3 separate regions of the Gossypium hirsutum genome follow, and regions 2 and 3 are each linked to region 1. Evidence: chromatin contacts called from public Hi-C data. All regions are on one chromosome and are shown on one strand. Each heading gives the region's core, a stretch centred on a gene start, on an enhancer-like site or on the middle of the called end of the contact. The rest is flanking DNA. Distances are from core to core; before and after follow the strand shown.

Region 1 (2,549 bases), core at 35-2,534:
CATTTCACAACTTACCCTTACTCCACATTTAATAGAGATATGAATATTAATTTTTGTATAATTTTATCTTAATTTAGTTGTCAAAAATTTATTAAATTAATATAATTTTATATTAATAATTATATTAATTTAATATAAAAATAAATGTACATATATAATCATTTTTAAATGTGTATAATTAAATCAAAGTAAAATTTCATATATACATATAAATCAAAATTCAAGTTTTATGTGTATAATTGTATGAAATTAAAATTTATATATTAAATTACATATTAAAATAAAATTCACATATAAATTTAATATTTATCTATTTTACAATGACATCATTGATTTTAAAATGGGGATTAGCAAAAATAATTATGACAGACAACACATTAATAAAAACCTACCGTTTAAGTTTATGTATTTACCATAACTAAGTAAAATTTTCAGTTATTATAAATCACGAAAATTGAGAGACAAACTTTACATTTTAGTAGAATGAGAATATGAAACTTAGAATTAAATCAAGAAGTTGATTGAGATGGTATTGGTCAATATAAAAGGATATGAGTTTGAGTATACTAAAATATATTATCTTTTTATTTAAAAATTAGGGATAGACTATAGATAATTTTATAGAAAATAAAATATATAATAAAAAACTATAATAAAATTAATGTTAAAATAAAAAAATAATTTAAATTAATTACACGAAAACTCCAAATTATAAAGCAAAAAACCCATTAGTTTCATATTTAAAACAGATTAATTGAAGAGTGTTTGGTTTATTAGTAAAATTAAGACATCGGGACCTTTGATATAATATGTTCTGCTTTTAATATAAATTTATTTATTTTGAATTAAACCCCATGTCAAAGATTTTACATTTTGAATCAAAATTGCATTTAATGTTTATACAATATTATCCCATCACAATATTAATTTTTAATTACAATATATATAAAAAATGAACCCTAAATATTTTACCAAAATGGAGATTTTATGAATGACTATCATCTAAGGATCTTTGAGTGAGTAAAAAAAATCAAGGTGACATGAAAAGTTTGTTTGGATGGAGAGAAAAAAAAAAAAAAAAACACCCGCCGAATTTCCGAGCCATAAGAAAGAGAAAAATAAAACAATTGGTTGGGTGGATCCAAAGGGCAGTTTATTTAATTAATAAAAATTAAATTTATGGGATTGTGATATTTTTTTTTGGTTTGATGTGACATAAGACGTGTGGCACATTGTGGAGGGTGGGGTCTACTTCCCACCAACCATGTGATAGCTTATTTCTCCCCTACCTCTCTCACGCGCCTCTCTTTGAGCTTTACTAATCAATCCTTTTTGCCTGAAATGAACCTCTCCTTATGTGTTTTCAATTTTCTTTTAATGAAATTGAATTTTTTAAATTTATAGGAGATTTAGCAGAGTTGGGGTGATCGAATTTATGAGGAAACTACATATTTTGTTATGATTTGTTTTGTTACATTTGTGGTCAGATAAATTAGATTGGAGTGCACGCGCTGTTCTAATGTGGTGGAGTTTAAAATATCGAGGCGGAAGAGGGGCTGTCAGGTGTTGCTATCAAAGGGGCCCAATTGTCCGGGCTCCTTGGGGGGTTAGGGGCCCACAACTTCATCATTTCGAGTCTTTTTAATACATTTATTAATTTTATAGAATTTTTTTTAGAAAATAGTATCTTTAGTTTTTATTTATTTATTTATAAATTTATATTAACTATAATTATTTGGATGAATTTCTAAGTGTATGGAGAATAATAATCGATTATTTAATATATAACTAAAGAATTCTTGCGACATTTATTTTATAATAAATTTCTATAAATCATGGTTTGGGATAATTATTCTTTAGGTATGTCTAATAACATCTCGGATTAAAAATAAAACATTTTTATATATTTTAATTTTAATATGTACATTTTATTATTTAAATTCATCGATTAAATATATATAATAATTAATTTGTAGATATGATAAAATCAACTTTGCTAAATGTTCGAGTAACACTCTTTGTCTGTCCCTGTCGTCGGGATCGAGTTATAGAATACTACAATACAAAATGGAACAATTATAAACAATTAACAATCAAAATTCAATAACTTTAACCATTTAATACAATTTAAAATTTTGTTCGAGTCTTATACAAGCTTACGTGAGTTCTAAAGTTGACCTGAGAACAAACAAGGATCAAATTGTAATATTTTCAAAAGATAAGGACATTTATGTAAAATAAGAGACACATGACCTTTTGTCTAGATCGTGTAGCATAAAAACGGCTATGTCCTCCAATAGTCACACGATTGTGTGGTTGGCCCGTGTAACATACTGGAGCTATGTGACCCTAAGTGTTCTTTTTTACCAAAAAATCACATGGTCGTGCCAGTAGCCCGTGTCTAACATGTAACACCCCTTACCCGTGTCCGACACCGGGACAGGATACGAGGCATTACTAACTTATTCATAAGCGCACAAACTTTCCCGAGTCTTAAAAATGCGAACAAATTAAAAACCTTTCAAAATTTCACCTTTACAACTCTAACG
Region 2 (2,549 bases), core at 19-2,518, 54 kb after region 1:
GCATTTCATAAAGGTGCTATGAACAAAATGGGACCCATTTCAACACAATACCAACATGTAGGAGGGGAGGGGACCCTAATTTTTTTCCTTTTTTTTTTCTACTAGATTTTATTACAATTTAATTTTATATTACAAAATGGGTTTAAATTTTGTAATAATAATGGTTGCAAATGCAATTGTTTTCTGTCCCCCACGATGTACATTGCCAAATGGTGTAAGAATCTCTAAAATATAATAAGAGTATTTATTTATTTCACTTTTTTATTTTACAAAAAAGTTATATTAATTTTTCATTTAAATTTCTTTTATTTTTTTAATATTTAAATTTGTGTTATTTGTCAAACTACTTTAAGATGAGTTAAAAAGCTAATATTTATTAACTGTAAGATGCCATATCGACAATTAATTAATTTTATAAATTTTAAAAAAAAATTAAAATATATATAAATTAATTTTTTTAAAAATTAAAAGTGTTAAAAGTATCAAAATTTTATCAAATTTATAAAAAAAATATTTGTGTAATATTTTTAATTGTTAAAAAATTAGTTAATTGCTAATGTGACATACACATGGGTTGCCACATAGTAAAGTTAACAAATATTAACTTTTTTATCTGTTTTTGGATAATTTGATAAATAATATAAGTTTAAAAGCTAAAAATTTTAAATAATTTTTTGGTAGAAAATAATAGTAAATTGTTATTACATCAAACAACACTTAAGCTTGTGAAGGGCTGTTACAATTAGCTAAAAACAACCATTGAACAGATAATGACAGTTCATTAAATACATAAACTCATAAAACTAAGATTCACACACTTAGCTATATGATCTTTATGTGCCATTAGAATATGACAAACACGTACCTTCCAACTTATGCCTAAAAGACAATATACCGAACATAGTTTAACCATCAAACTATTAACAACTCCACCTACCTATAGAGATTTCACTAGAAAAATATTGTCGCATTCCTACTTAATTTATCTTAACTCTTTTTTCCAAATTAAGAGAAGATATTTTAAAATAGCTCTGGCTTCAATTTTGAAAGACATTTCCTTACCACCATACAAAAACTACATATCCAATTAAAATAATTTTTTAAAATTAGAAAAATAAGTAATTATGTTAATACAATAATATTAATACATAGTACACATAATAAAAATGTAACCAGTAGAAAGTTAACAGGTCATGATGTGAGAAACCAGTACAGTAGTGCGCCCACAGTCTAGTCTAGTGGGACAGTAAGGACTAGCTCTATAGCTGCCATTTTATTTTATTTTATTTTTATTTATTATTTAAAATTGCTAGCTCTGCACGTAAATTCTGCACTACCTTACCTTTGTTTGCTACGAGACAAAGGTGAACCTACCAAATGCTTCCCATCCCATGGAGTTGAAAAATAAATTAAATAAATATGCCATTGTATTTGGATCAATGGTTTAATATTACCTATTTTTATTTTAATTGTGTTGAAATTTTAGAAAATGGAAATATTATAGTACATGAACATGGATATGACCTTTCAACTTTTGGATTTGGGCTTTACCACTATTATATAGGGGTTTTATGATTCTGTCCTACCTTAGCTTAATCATCATTTGGGGGATCTTTTAGGGTTCAGCTGCTAGTTTTATTCCAGAATGGCCAAGCTACCATATTATTAATACGTATGTTATGAAAAGAAAAAGTTTAACTTTAAATATAGCATGATTAAAAAATAAATAATATTATAAGTCTTAACTCAGCTGATATTGATATTATTGTTAATATAAGAATACGAGGGTTCGAGTGCACTAAAGTACATTATTCTCGTATTTAAGGGTTGATGAGGGATTATAAATAGTTTTAAGTATTGTATCGAAAAACAAAGACTAAAAATCATGATGTTACACTTGCTAATATTGGAGGTTCATAATTGTCTCTCGTAACAATATCATCTCTAAAATTTAAACTTATGTGTTCTATTTAATAATGCAACATCCCTTACCACTACATCCAATATTTTTTATTTTCTTGCTTTATTGGAAAGTTAGCCATATATGTCACCATACAATTTTTATGATTTGAATTATTTGATAAATAGGGTTGGAACTAAAAAGGGTGTTGACAGGGGATCTCAGCTCTCTTAAAATAAAAAATTTTACTTTTAGTCATTTTTTTAATTTAAAAAATCTTAAATTAATATATGATAAAATTATATTTTTTATTATCGTAAAGATATATAATTTAATTTTAGTATAGATCTCAACTAAATTTGTGATAGTTGTTAATATTGTTTTGTGATTGAAAGAAATGTGAGATATTGGCATAGGTAATAGGAAAGGAGTAACTTTGTGTGACGCTAAACTCAAATGTAAACATGGGAAGGCAGAAGGACAGACATGGTGGTTCTGAGAAAAACACCAAGCAATTACCTCACCCTATCCATGTGACACCTTCACAATAGCCTTACTGTTGGCCTTTCACTCACTATTTTACTACCAATTCAAATTAAATACTAGGTAGTACACTACAAAAGCAAACAAAAGTATAAAAGCTACATTT
Region 3 (2,549 bases), core at 37-2,536, 36 kb after region 1:
TGAGCTGCTCTAGTAGTCCCATATAACTCGAGCTATTGTTCCACTTATTCAAATAATATTGTTTTCAAAAATTAGCCTAATTAAATAATATTATGATAACTATATTATAGAATTAATTTTACCTTGTTATGAGTGGGAAGGGTAGTTAGCTCGCGAACGTAAAAATAGTAGCCGAAACCATGCGTATGACTGCAGAAGGAGTACACAACCACCAATTTTAACTTTTTCTAGTTGCGTCACCCGAAACATCTCTTGGTACAAGTCGCCAACACGGCTGACCCCCAACTTAGTTGACCAGCTTCTTTCAAGTTGAGGAGTTGTAGCAGCCACCTTAAAAGTAATAGAGTTCGAGATTTATCGGGCATTAAAACACATTTAATTAACCTCAGGATGTATGTTTGGGCGTGTTATTCTCTTTTAAAGAGACTCGAACTCCCATGCAAATTTTGGAAATTTTCTTACAACATTGCCTAACAGTTGTTTGTAAATGTCGCTACAAGCGTCAATGACCACTGATCCTATAACGACTGACTCATCCAATGGTAAACCGAGCTGTAATTGAACGTCCTTGAATGTGATTGCGTACTCATCGCATGTAAAATGAAATATGTATGTCTTGGGTCTCCATCTTTCCACCAACATGCTAATAAGTGTGGGGGTCCAATTTACACCCCTGCGTATAAGAGACACGTGCAAGAATCCCGCCACTTCCAAATAAGGTTCAATCATACGCGATGGCCTCGTAGATAGATTGTGCATAAATGTCTCCAAAATCCAATCTTCGGCCTGATTATAAAATATATATATCTTTTTGACAACTTAATAATGAACATAAATAAAAATTTAAAAATTTAAAATATTTTCTTACCATTTGAATTGAATCACGGAAATGTGGCTATGATCGAAACAAATAAGAGTATTTGTTATTCCAAAAATAAATTAAAACGAATAAAAAAATAGAATTAAATCAAGAAGAACTTAAAGAGAATTTTAATTAAAAATTTAAAACTAAATTCTTGAGAGAATTGAATTTGAATGAAAAAATGAAAAAAATATTTGAGTTTACATAGAAAAAAAATTAACCGGTCGTTGACAATTCGACCATTGGATGAAAACGCATCCAATCCCTCTCCTAATTACTTAATTGTTTTTTTAGATTAATGTTTTTACATAATTTATCCATGTTTTAGTATAATATTACATGTAAAAAAGAAGATTGGTGAAAGGTTGGTGTCATTGTCGGTCATTTTCTGAACAGTAATTTGTCGTGAACGGCGACGTCTCGTTCGACTTTCCGAATCTGTTGACCATTTACTGTCGCTATCAATGGCTGTACCCTTCTTCTACGCCACCTCCGGTCAAATTTGGCCGTTGATGTTCCCCTTTTTTTAATTAATTTTCTTTCTTTTGACAAAGAATTACTAAATTATTATATTAATTATATACAATTAATTTCACGAGGATCATTCTGTTCTATACTTTTATAGATGCTTTGATGCAATTCCTGGTGCAAGTATGAATTATGATGTAATTGTTGTTGTTTTTCTATTCAAATATTATTATTTTATACATTTTTTTATTGGTAAAGTTCTTTAATTTTGTCACGGAATCAAGACTATTTCATATCTTGTATTAATTGGTTAATTTATTTAAATATTTTAGCTTAAAATTTAAATTTTTGTGTGTCAGATAACGATGTTGCTTTTTTTTTCCCCTGTTTTTATTTTTTATTTTTTTGTACTTTTATTATTATATAGAATTCAAAAGGTTAAAAAATAAAAAGAAAAAAAGTCGGCTTAAGACATAAAAGAAACCTCTAAGCTCTCCTTCCTTTTTAATTTACGACATCACTGTTTAAAAGATTTTGTTAAATTAAATTATATTAAGAGTTAAATTTATTGAATTTTAGAATTAGAATTAAAATAATAAATTTTATAAATATTAAGGATTAAATTTATGATTTTTTTTAAATTTAGGATTAAATTGATAGAATGTGTAAACATTGAAAGGTTAAATTTGTTATTAGGCTAATAAAAAAAAGGGGTTTATGCCAGCTTTCTATTACTTGTTTAACGACAATTAATGAGAAAGTGGTTAAAATATTTAATTTTAAAAAATTAAGTGACTAAACAGAAAAAATTATTAATCAAGTGATTAAAGTAAATCTAAAGACTGTTTTTATAATTTACCGTAATTTAAATTACTTGGATCCATTTCCTGAATTTAATTCATGTGGAAATTAATTAATTAAAGTGAGTAGTGACCGCGAACACCAATAATTAATTATACAAAATGTGCCTCTAAGAACTATCAACTAAGACTTATATGTATTACCAGTGACTAATTTATTTTTGTTGGCACTTTCTTGACTAATTTTGTGCAGCTTTTAAACAAATTTTTGTAGCATTATAAAAGAAGACTTATTCGGGCAACTTTGCTTTGGACGCTTTAGCTTGCTCGCAATCAATCTGTTTTTAAATGAAAAGTTTGGACTGTTGATGAGATTGTTCTTTTGTGCAAATTGAGGTCTATGGATTGGGTCAAAGTTC

The links. A called contact is a pair of places that touch in the nucleus more often than the background predicts.
Region 2: a contact with region 1 is called in a Hi-C map of leaf, with 4 times the contacts expected there. The contact joins two enhancer-like sites. A contact is called at or near these places in 10 of 34 Hi-C or Micro-C datasets (callus, cotyledon, hypocotyl and 1 more).
Region 3: a Hi-C map of leaf shows a contact between it and region 1, with 2.3 times the contacts expected there. The contact joins two enhancer-like sites. A contact is called at or near these places in 7 of 34 Hi-C or Micro-C datasets (anther, callus, cotyledon and 3 more).

Annotation. Positions count from the first base shown.
Region 1 is chrA02:97,786,302-97,788,850 of Gossypium_hirsutum_v2.1, forward strand. No RefSeq gene overlaps it. Among protein-coding and RNA genes, the nearest start is that of LOC121209967, 3.0 kb to the right of the region's middle. Within about 2 kb of position 1,285, at least 4 of the 9 cell types and tissues checked have an H3K27ac peak or open chromatin away from gene starts, as enhancers often do. A contact at or near this core is called in hypocotyl and leaf, where this site is marked.
Region 2 is chrA02:97,840,408-97,842,956 of Gossypium_hirsutum_v2.1, forward strand. No RefSeq gene overlaps it. Among protein-coding and RNA genes, the nearest start is that of LOC107951736, 47 kb to the right of the region's middle. Within about 2 kb of position 1,269, at least 4 of the 9 cell types and tissues checked have an H3K27ac peak or open chromatin away from gene starts, as enhancers often do. A contact at or near this core is called in hypocotyl and leaf, where this site is marked.
Region 3 is chrA02:97,822,770-97,825,318 of Gossypium_hirsutum_v2.1, forward strand. No RefSeq gene overlaps it. Among protein-coding and RNA genes, the nearest start is that of LOC121209967, 33 kb to the left of the region's middle. Within about 2 kb of position 1,287, at least 4 of the 9 cell types and tissues checked have an H3K27ac peak or open chromatin away from gene starts, as enhancers often do. A contact at or near this core is called in hypocotyl and leaf, where this site is marked.